2 separate regions of the Pan troglodytes genome follow, and region 1 is linked to region 2. A link is a contact called in public Hi-C data. All regions are on one chromosome and are shown on one strand. Each heading gives the region's core, a stretch centred on a gene start, on an enhancer-like site or on the middle of the called end of the contact. The rest is flanking DNA. Distances are from core to core; before and after follow the strand shown.

Region 1 (4,637 bases), core at 1,464-3,963, 490 kb before region 2:
GCACAGCCATTCCGGCAGCGATGTGGGGGTGGCTTTGCTTAGACAGAAGGCAGAGAGGTAGGGGGTGGGGAGGCGTCTCTGAAGACTCTCAGGATGTAGCAGGAGAGTCTATACTGCCTGTCCCAGCTCTGTAGTCTGGGTGATGAGGTTTGGTGGTGCTCTTTACTAATTTAGTCCAGGAGGAGGGGCAGGGGCATCCCTGGGCAAGGGGAATAGGGATGCGTGCTCCTAGTTCTGCATGGAGTTTGGAGAGTGAACTGGAATGAGGAGTGCCAGACCCAAGCAGATCTTCTCCTTTTTTAAAGAGGAGGAAATAGCTCTGAGAGGGGCAACTGAATTGTCCAACGTAGGTCATACTGAGAGGTGACAGCGTGCTGGCAGTCCTCACAGCCCTCGCTCTCTCTCGGCGCCTCCTCTGCCTCGGCTCTCACTTTGGCGGCACTTGAGGAGCCCTTCAGCCCACCCCTGCACTATGGGAGCCCCTTTCTGGGCTGGCCAAGGCCAGAGCCGGCTCCCTCAGCTTGCACAAGGGAGAGGCGCGAGCAGGAACCGGGGCTGCGTGCAGCGCTTGCGGGCCAGCTGGAGTTTTGGGTGGGCGTGGGCTTGGCGGGCCCCGCACTCGGAGCAGCCGGACGGCCCTGCCGGCCCCGGGCAGTGAGGGGCTTAGCACCCGGGCCAGCGGCTGCGGAGGGTGTACTGGGTCCCCCAGCAGTGCTGGCCCATCGGCGCGCTGCGCTTGATTTCTCGCCGGGCCTTAGCTGCCTTCCCACGGGGCAGGGCTCGAGACCTGCAGCCTGCCATGCCTGAGCCTCCCACCCCCTCCGTGGGCTCCTGTGCGGCCCAAGCCTCCCCGACAAGCGCCGCCCCCTGCTCCAGTGCCCAGTCCCATCGACCGCCCAAGGGCTGAGGAGTGCGAGCGCATGGCGCAGGACTGGCAGGCAGCTCCACCTGCAGCCCTGGTGCGGGATCCACTGGGTGAAGCCAGCTGGATTCCTGAGTCTGGTGGGGACGTGGAGAGTCTTTATGTCTAGCTCAGGGATTGTAAATACACCAATCGGCACTCTGTATCTAGCTCAAGGTTTGTAAACACACCAATCAGCACCCTGTGTCTAGCTCAGGGTTTGTGAGTGCAGCAATTCACACTCCGTATCTAGCTGCTCTGGTGGGGCCTTGGAGAACCTTTATGTCTAGCTCAGTGATTGTAAATACACCAATCGGCACTCTGTGTCTAGCTCAGGGTTTGTGAATGCACCAATCAACACTCTGTATCTAGCTATTCTGGTGGGGCCTTGGAGAACCTTTGTGTCCACGCTCTGTATCTAGCTAATCTAGCCGGGAGGTGGAGAACCTTTGTGTCTAGCTCAGGGATCGTAAACGCACCAATCAGCGTCCTGTCAAAACAGACCACTGGGCTCTACCAATCAGCAGGATGTGGGTGGGGCCAGATAAGAGAATAAAAGCAGGCGGCGCGAGCTAGCACTGGCAACCAGTTGGGGTCCACTTTCGCAGTGTGGGAGGTTTGTTCTTTCGCTCTTTGCAATAAATCTTGTTACTGCTCACTCTGGGTCCACACTGCTTTTGTGAGTTGTAACACTCACCGGGAAGGTCTGCAGCTTCACTCCTGAAGCCCGGGAGACCGCGAGCCCACCGGGAGGAACGAACAACTCTAGACGCGCCGCCTTAAAAGCGGTAACATTCACTGCGAAGGTCTGCAGCTTTACTCCTGAGCCAGCGAGACCACGAACCCACCAGAAGGAAGAAATCCCGAACACGTCTGAACGTCAGAAGGAACAAACTCCAGACGCGCCACCTCAAGAGCTGTAACACTCACCGCGAGGGTCCGCGGCTTCAGTCTTGAAGTCAGTGAGACCAAGAACCCACCAATTCGGGACACAATACCTATAATCCCAGTACTTTAGGAGGCCAGGGCAGGCGGATCATCTGAGCTCAGGGGTTGGAGAGGAGCCTGGACAACATAGCGAAACCCCGTCTCTACAAAAAAATACAAAAATTAACCGGTTGTGGTGGCCGGTGCCGGTAGTTCCAGCTACTGGGGGACTGCGGAGGTGGGAGCTGAAGCGGGAGGATCGCTTGAGCCTGGAGGTTGAGGCTGCAGTAAACAGGGATTGCGTCAGGACACTCCAACCTGGGGAACAGAGCGATGCCCTAAAAGGCTGGCTGAGCTGACTGGTGTCCAATCTCCTGACTCTCAAGTAAGTGCTCCGCAACAACTACCCGTGGTTGTACAGGTCAGAGTTTAGGGGAGGCTGCGGGGAGAGAGACAGAGGAGGCCCTGGGGAGGGAGGGGTGAGGTTACCTGGGGTGACAGGGCACTGTGCAGAGACTGGGGACGGGGAGGAGAGGAGCTGCCAAAGACGTTACCTCGCCTGCTGTGGTTCTCAGAGAGCTCGGGAAGTTAGCTGTGGGCTGGGGTCGAGGGGGGGAGGGGGTTTCCATCTGCGGATGGAGCGCGTTCACAGAGGGGACCAGCGCGTCCCAGCTACCCAGCTCCCAAGTTGTCCAGTCCCGCCTGGAACCCAGAACCCCTTGACGCTGAAACCCTGCGCTCCTGAGACCTGCTGCTGCCGGGGGAGGGGTCCTCACCCGCGGGGCTCGGCCTCTGGTGCCCGCCGCGGCAGCGACCCTGCTCGGGCTGGAAAGGGGTCCACGCTCGGTCCGCAGGGGGCGCTGCGCACCCGGGCAAAGGCGCGGCGCACCCGGGCAAAGGGGAGGGGCCCGCACAGGGTCGGCGGCGGCTCTCCCAGCCCGGCGGAGACCTGCCTGGCAATCGCTGCGCATCGGCGGTACCGGGAGGCAGGGGCCCGGGGATAAGAGAGCTTCAGACTTCAAAGGAAATGCTGGGGTCGCCCAGCGGCGGAACCCGGGCAGCCTGGGCAGGGACGGGCGCGGATTCGCCCGGGTCCCGCTGCTCTGTCTTTGCTGTTTCTTTGGTGGAGGCCTGACGCCCCTCCCCAGATCCCCGGGGTCTGTGACGGGGGCCGCGGGGCTCTGACCCGAGCAGCCCCCAAGTCCTCGCGGGTCAGGCCCACTGTTTACAGGGATTCTGCCCAGATGAGTCACATCAAAGGCCTAAGCCACAAGTGATTCCACTTAGAAAAGAATTGCCTACGGGTGTCTGACGGCGTTTTGCTGAAAAGGAATCCAGGTGGAATTTATTGATTTTACTTTGCGGGCGAGGGTCAAAAGGCTTGTGGCCCCTTGCTAGCTTGTGATTTGGGCTTATTTCTCCTCTCCTAAAGCCCAATTTCCCCATCTGTTAAGTGAAGGGGGACATGTCTTATAGGATCCAGCCTGGGCTGAGTCGTCTAAACTCAGGTGTGATCTGAAGGAGAACTCAATACAGAAGCCATGGCAATCAAAAGCCTCCCACACTTCCCCTCTGGTCCCCTAACTTGGAGAAGCAAGTGGAGTGTGTGCTTGTGGCTGGGGTGGGTGAGGAGGCAGGTAAGCCGTGGCCCAATGAAGACATTTATGGAGACTATTGACTCGCATCCACCCCCGTCTTCCCTTCTGCCAACATGGTAGGAGGAGCTCTCTCTGCTTGAGTTCTGAAATCGGGTTTAGCCCCAGTGTTGAGTTGTAATTCCACCCCCAGGGAAGGCCAGGAGAACCTTCTTTTACCACTCAGCGTGTGGTATCGGTCAAGCCAAGCATGAACAAGCATGAAGCAACTGGTCTGTCCTCTCTCACCCACTGCAACTCTTCTCAACCTTCCATTTTATTAATAACTATTGCCCAGAATGGGGTCCTCCCTGTTGAGGCTGGAGGACTAACCCCCACTTCCCCTGCCTCTCGCCCTGAGGCCCCTCCTGACTCCACCATTATGTTGAGCTTTTTGAAGAAACTTCTGTGTTTGGCCCTGAGTATCCTTACAGGGTAAGATATTGTGGATTTTCTGCACATTATATAAAGTGCCCATGATGGGGTAATGGCCAAATTCAACATAGTATAATATATGATCCCGTGCTATGGTTAGGAAGGACGACATAGAGCCCTATATACCCATGTGGGCAAATCTCCAGATATATTGTAGAATGAAAAATAGTAAATTTCAGAAGGACAGATTAATTCACAGCAACAATTAGCAAGCAAGCAAACTCCCTACAAGATGACACACTTTCTTTGGGTATGTATATACCCATTCGTAAATAAATAGAAAAGGGCCGGGCGCGGTGGCTCAAGCCTGTAATCCCAGCACTTTCGGAGGCTGAGAAGGGCAGATCACCTGAGGTCAGGAGTTCAAGACCAGCCTGGCCAACCTGGTGAAACCCTGTCTGTACCAAAAATACAAAAATTAGCTGGGTGTGGTGGCAGGTACCTGTAATCCCAGTTACTCGGGAGGCTGAGGCAGGAGAAATCGCTTGAACCCAGGAGGCGGAGGTTGCATGCCATTGCACTCCAGCCTGAGAGACCAAAAAAAAAAAAAAAAAAAAAAAAAAAAAAAAAAAAAAAAAGTTGGAAACATAGGAACCTCTGGGGAGAGGCAAAGAAGGGGCTAGATTTGGGGATGGGTGCTGAGGGACTTTAGCCTTATCTGTAATGTTTAAATGTTTTATGAGAATTTGTTACATCATTAAAAATTAATATTTTTAAAAATTTGGCCTTTCTTGTAGTGG
Region 2 (5,053 bases), core at 1,876-4,375:
CTGGCTGCCCTGGATTCGAATCCTGACCCTCTGCCCAGCTCGGGGCAAATGATTGAGCTTTCTCAGCCTCTCTTTTTTGCTCTATAAAATGGGGTCCCCAGCCAAACTGCTTCCCTCGGGAGTGAGGTAAGGGAGAGGAGAGCGCTGCCTGGGTAGCAGTGCCCTGCCTTGTACCTAGTGAGCGCTCAAGCGCTGTTCTTCCTGACTGCGTAGCGTGGTTCTACCGCCCGGCTCTGCGGAGGAGGCGGCGCTCTGCAAAACCGCGTCGGGGACACGCAGCCGCGAACTCCTCCAGCGTGCCGGGCTCGGCCCTGGCGCTGGGGCTCACAGGTGAACTCGACGTGGGTCTGCCCTGTTGGAGCGCTCTGGCTCGTGTGGTCACCGGGGGGCGTGGACGTCGGGGCAGGAGGGACACCCGGGCGAGAGACAGAGCTGCTGTCCTTTTCTGTATACAATCTTCGTAAGACCCGACCTGGGGGCCCCGCGGCTTCTCGGCCGCCTGCTGGCGGGCGCCGTCGGAGCCAGTCCAGAGGGAGACTGAGAGGGAGGCCCGGCGAGGCGCCGCGTCCCTGGCATCTTGAAGGCATTGTGTTTAATAAATCCGAGCGAGACGCACACCCGCTCTCATCCCCCTCTCCTCTCAGCTCCCAAATCGAGACCTGCTGTAGGACCCCCAGTTTACGGGGTCTTAAAACCCCCTCTACTTTGAGTAGCAGCTTCAAAGAGCTCCCTTTAAAGTTCGCCCCCTCCCCCGCCGCCACGTCCCCTTTCACAGGCCACCCCTCCTCCACCACTCCTTCTAGACTTCTGGAAGACGACGACAACAAAACACTAAATGCAAGTTTAAAGGGGGGAGGGGAAAGTCTTCAGGCTTCCTCCAGAACGTGGGCTGTGGAAGTGACCTGTTTCAGGCGTGCGCAGGAGTCGCCACACCGTAGAGTTTGGGTTTTCTTTTTCTTTCTTTTTTTTCCTCTTTTCTTTTCCTTCTTCTTCTTCTTTTTTTTTTTTTTTTTTGTTTGTGTGTGTGTTTTTACCTTTTATTATTTAAATTGATACGTTTCATTACTAGGGAGAAAAATAAAATATTCCTTTGATACACAAAATCAAATTGATATTTAGCCTCTGCTTACTTTTTTATGCATGGCTCCTTTATACCACATGGTAGTGACAGATTGTTTGAGCTGGAAGGAAAAGCCATTCAAAGCTAATTAAGCAGCCATTCCAAGCACTATTTGCAAGCGGGAGGCTCAGAAGCCTCGGCATTTGTCAGCGCTCCCCCACCCCGCGTGGTTTTGACTGACAGCTCTGGCCGGGGACTGACAGGGCCCAGCAGCTTCGCCAATCAGCAACGAAGAGCCCCTTCGGCGGTCCGTGATTGGTGACTCACACCTTGCTCGGAGGCGTGGTCGGCGTCCCCCACGTGGGGCTGGAGCGAGAAAGGGGCGGGGCGAGTAAGAAGCGGGTGCGCCCACCCGTGACGTAAGGGGGAGGGCAGAGAAGGGGGAGGGGGAAAGGAAGCTCCAAAGAGGAGCCATTTTGTGTCTAATGAATGCTGCGGCCAGATGCTCGCATCTGTCGAGCCGGGCTTCTCCCTCCCCCGTCTTCGGTGCGCGCCGAAACACGATTTATGTTTTTATTTAGGAGAATAAATAAATGAAGAGGGGAGCGCGGTTCGGGGCTGGCGGCCGGAGCGGGCGCGGGGAGGTTCAGTTCTGAGGCGGGTGCTCACGTGTAACTCCCCGCGCTCCGGCCTCCGAGCGCCCGCTAGCTCTCAGCTCCTCATTAAGATGCAAAAGCGAACCTCCGGCTCCTAATGAGGGGAAAATATAGATCCGGGGACGCGCGGCCGGCTCGCGCGCGCCCGCCGCGGGCCCTGGGGTGCGTGCGGGCTCGCGGACTTGCCGGGGAGGGCCCCGGGGGTCCCGCCTTGGCCGTCCACCGGGCGGTGCGCGCTTTGAGGTCCACTCCCTGCTTGCTCGTCTGCCCCGCCGTAACCCCGAGCGCGGGAGGGCGAGGCCATCGGTTTGCGGGCAAGCTGGCCCCGGAGTCGAGTGGCCTGTGCGACCAAGCGGGGGTCCGGGGGGCGCGGGGCCGGGGCGAGCGAGCGGGGGAGCGTCCGCGTCCCTCGGAGTGTGCAGGCTAGCGACCGAGACACATACAGGCTTCCGCCAACGCCGTGGCACTGCCGGGAGCAGGCTGAGCAAACCAGGTGGGAACTCGGAGTTCCCGGGCCTCGGCCGAGCAGGGTCCCGACCCCATCCCCAACCCCCTCAGCCTAGGGATGCAGTGAGGAGCCCGCGCGGCGAGGCTGCGGCGAGGGTGAAGTTGTGCCCACGGGGAAGGCGCCCCGAATGGGGCCAGCCGTGGCTGAGCCTGTTGTCCACGGGCAGCCGGGCCCTTCCATCTGCGCTGCCCGCCAAGCCAGAGTCCCTCAGACTTCTCCTCGCAGGCAGCCGCCGCACATCAAAGGAGCTGTTTATTTGGCTTTCTGAAAAGAAGGGCGAGTGAACAAAGGAGAGCTGGGGGCTAATGTGGGGGAGGCGGGCAGAAGAAGGGGTGAAGAAAAGGGGACATCCTGAGTTCCGAGCAAATTTTTAAAGGTCGGAGGCAACTTTAGGAGCCACCATTTTATCAGTCCTAAATCTTTTGAAGTGAAAACATTAAAGTGACAAAGTGATTCTGTTTGTTTTATAGTATCTAATTGGGCTGCTTTGCAGACCTAATGAGATTAGAGGGAGGAATCGTTCGCCGCCGCTGCAGAATAAACTGATACATTACTACCAGCCACAGGTTTTGAAGATTGTACAGCTTGTCTTATTTTCTTTTGTTGTTATTCCTCTGTCTTCCCTCTTTCCTCCTCCCGCTAAATAATTATTTGCTAGTAGATCGTGGGAAAAAAAAGGAGGAAAAAAACTCGAGCAGCCCAGGACTATAATATATATCTATTTATTATATGTCTTTCGGTTAATTCCTGATCTGAGGAGCGCTGTTTTTCACTCCCATGCGAAAGTCACCAGCGGGTAGGGCCTGATTGCTACTTTTCATGCATAGTTTTAGACACAAGAGGGCATTGTGACGTCGCGCCCAGCGGCACCCAGTCGTAGGCCGAGTCCCGCAGCCCCACGTGGGGGCCCCGCGCTCCCATTGGCCAGCGCCGGACGAAGCTGCCACATTATTTTGTTACTTTTCAGTCCCTATTTGGAACTGCTCTCGCGGCAGTTCAGACCTCGTGCTCGTCCCCCTCGCCTGTCTGTGTGTGGTATCCGTAGGTCCGGGGCACTTTTTTTTTTGGTGTGTGTGTGTGCGCGCGTGTGTGTGTTGGGTGTGTGTGTTTTGGGGGTTTGCCGGGGCGCGGAGAGGAGAGCCGGGCCGAGGGGAAGGAAGGAAGCCGTAGAGCTCCCCGGTCTCGGGCTGCGTCTCCCCTCCCGCGCTCTCCTGCCTGTGCGCTCCGACGCGGCAGCGGCGGTGGCGCTGAGCGCTCCTCGCTGGGGACGCGGTGCTCAAGCTGGGAGCAGCGAGAACCCTTTGCGGAGGCTTCCCGTGCCCGCTGGAGTTAGGATGCCAGGGCGTTTGATTTGCACCTACTGAGCCCGGAGTTCCTCCCCGGCCCTGGGAAGGGCTTGCAGCGGCGGCGGCGGCGGCGGCAGCGGCAGTAGCAGACGGAACAGCAGGCTCTCCTCTCCGAGGGGGGGCGTCGAAGCGCCCGCGCCGGGCTCCCGCCCTCACCCTCCGGCGCTCCTGCGGCCCCAAGCCACCACCTCGTAGCCCGCCTCCTTCCTCTTCTCGCCGCGAGTCCCAGGCCCGGACGCCTCTAGGATCGGACCCGCGCGCCCCGGATGCTTGGGGCTGCCCCGGCGCGCCCCCCTACAGGCGCGACCCGCTGAGTGACCCGGAGGGGGCCCGAGCTCGCCCCAGGAGGGGCCCCCGGCCTCGGGACCCCGCGCCGGACCTGCTGGGGAGCCGACGATGTCCGCGCAGTCCCAGGCATTGACGCGCTCGACGCAGCCCAGGGAAGGCGGCCGGCCGCTGCCCGCCGAGCCCTAGGCGCACAAAGCCCGCGCCCGCCGCCCGGCCCCGGCGCCCGCCGACGACTTTGCCGCCTGCTCCGCGGCTCTTTGTCTCCACTTGGGGCCGGCGCCCGACTCTGGGATTTCGCTGCGAGAACGAGCTGGGGGGGCCGGGGGCGAGCTCTCGGTTTCCCGGCCGCCCCCCGCTCGGGCTCGGCTCCCCCCTCCCCCGCACCTCCCCGGCCCGGGCTCTCGGCGCTTCCACGCTCTCGGAATCACGACCCCTCCCTGCCATGTATCCGCAGGGCAGACATCCGGTGAGTAATTGCAACTCGGTTTATTTAAGCATCTATCATGGCAGGGTAAACGAGGCAGTTTATCTGGCACCTCCATTTTGCTTGTTGCTACCTTTATGGTGTGTGTGTTTGTGTGTGTGCTCTCACACAAAGGGGATGCGGCCGGGGGGCGCCGTTGAGAGAGGAGGTTAATTCCGCGCGAGTGGCGCGGGGGGCTGCTTGTGTTCCAGGGGGAGCTGTTCACGCGGTCCCCGGCCCCGCTCTGAAGTCTCCCAACTCACCCGGTTTGTCTCCCGCCCCCGCCTTACTGGGGAGAGGGAGGCCCTTGGTGAGAGGCATGGGAGCCCCGCTGCCGACGGGGAGAGATGGGGCGCCCCCCCTCCGCCCCGTCGGAGAGCTGAGAAACTTGCTGGGAAGGTTCTGGGCTGAGGGTGGCCTCTTTTGGTTGGGCGCCGTTGGGGAGGGGCCGGGGCCGCTCTGAGCGCGGTCTCATGCCCCCGCCCCCTCCCCTGTCTTGTCTTCGCGGGCTCCAGGCTCCCCATCAACCCGGGCAGCCGGGATTTAAATTCACGGTGGCTGAGTCTTGTGACAGGATCAAAGACGAATTCCAGTTCCTGCAAGCTCAGTATCACAGGTAAGGCCGGTGGGGGCCGCCCCGGGGCTGGCGGGGAGGGGTGGGTCCCGGCGCGGCTCCTGCCATCCCCCGCGGGGACGGAGGGGGCTCCCGATCCAGGGGCCGCGGGGCAGCCC

The links. Hi-C and Micro-C count contacts between places; a contact is called where the count stands out from the background.
Region 1: a Hi-C map of stem cell-derived neural progenitor cells shows a contact between it and region 2, with 3 times the contacts expected there. The contact joins the enhancer-like site here to the promoter of TLE3 in region 2. A contact is called at or near these places in 1 of 7 Hi-C or Micro-C datasets (stem cell-derived neural progenitor cells) and 1 of 1 datasets of contacts at active chromatin or transcription factors (stem cell-derived excitatory neurons).

The regions. Positions count from the first base shown.
Region 1 is chr16:62,585,362-62,589,998 of NHGRI_mPanTro3-v2.0_pri, reverse strand. No RefSeq gene overlaps it. Among named protein-coding and RNA genes, the nearest start is that of UACA, 170 kb to the left of the region's middle. Within about 2 kb of position 2,713, at least 3 of the 24 cell types and tissues checked have an H3K27ac peak or open chromatin away from gene starts, as enhancers often do. A contact at or near this core is called in stem cell-derived neural progenitor cells, where this site is marked.
Region 2 is chr16:62,099,951-62,105,003 of NHGRI_mPanTro3-v2.0_pri, reverse strand. It overlaps TLE3 (TLE family member 3, transcriptional corepressor), which reads left to right and starts at 3,125. Exons shown (of 20, transcript XM_009429459.5): 1 at 3,125-4,324; 2 at 4,837-4,937. The coding sequence starts at 4,301.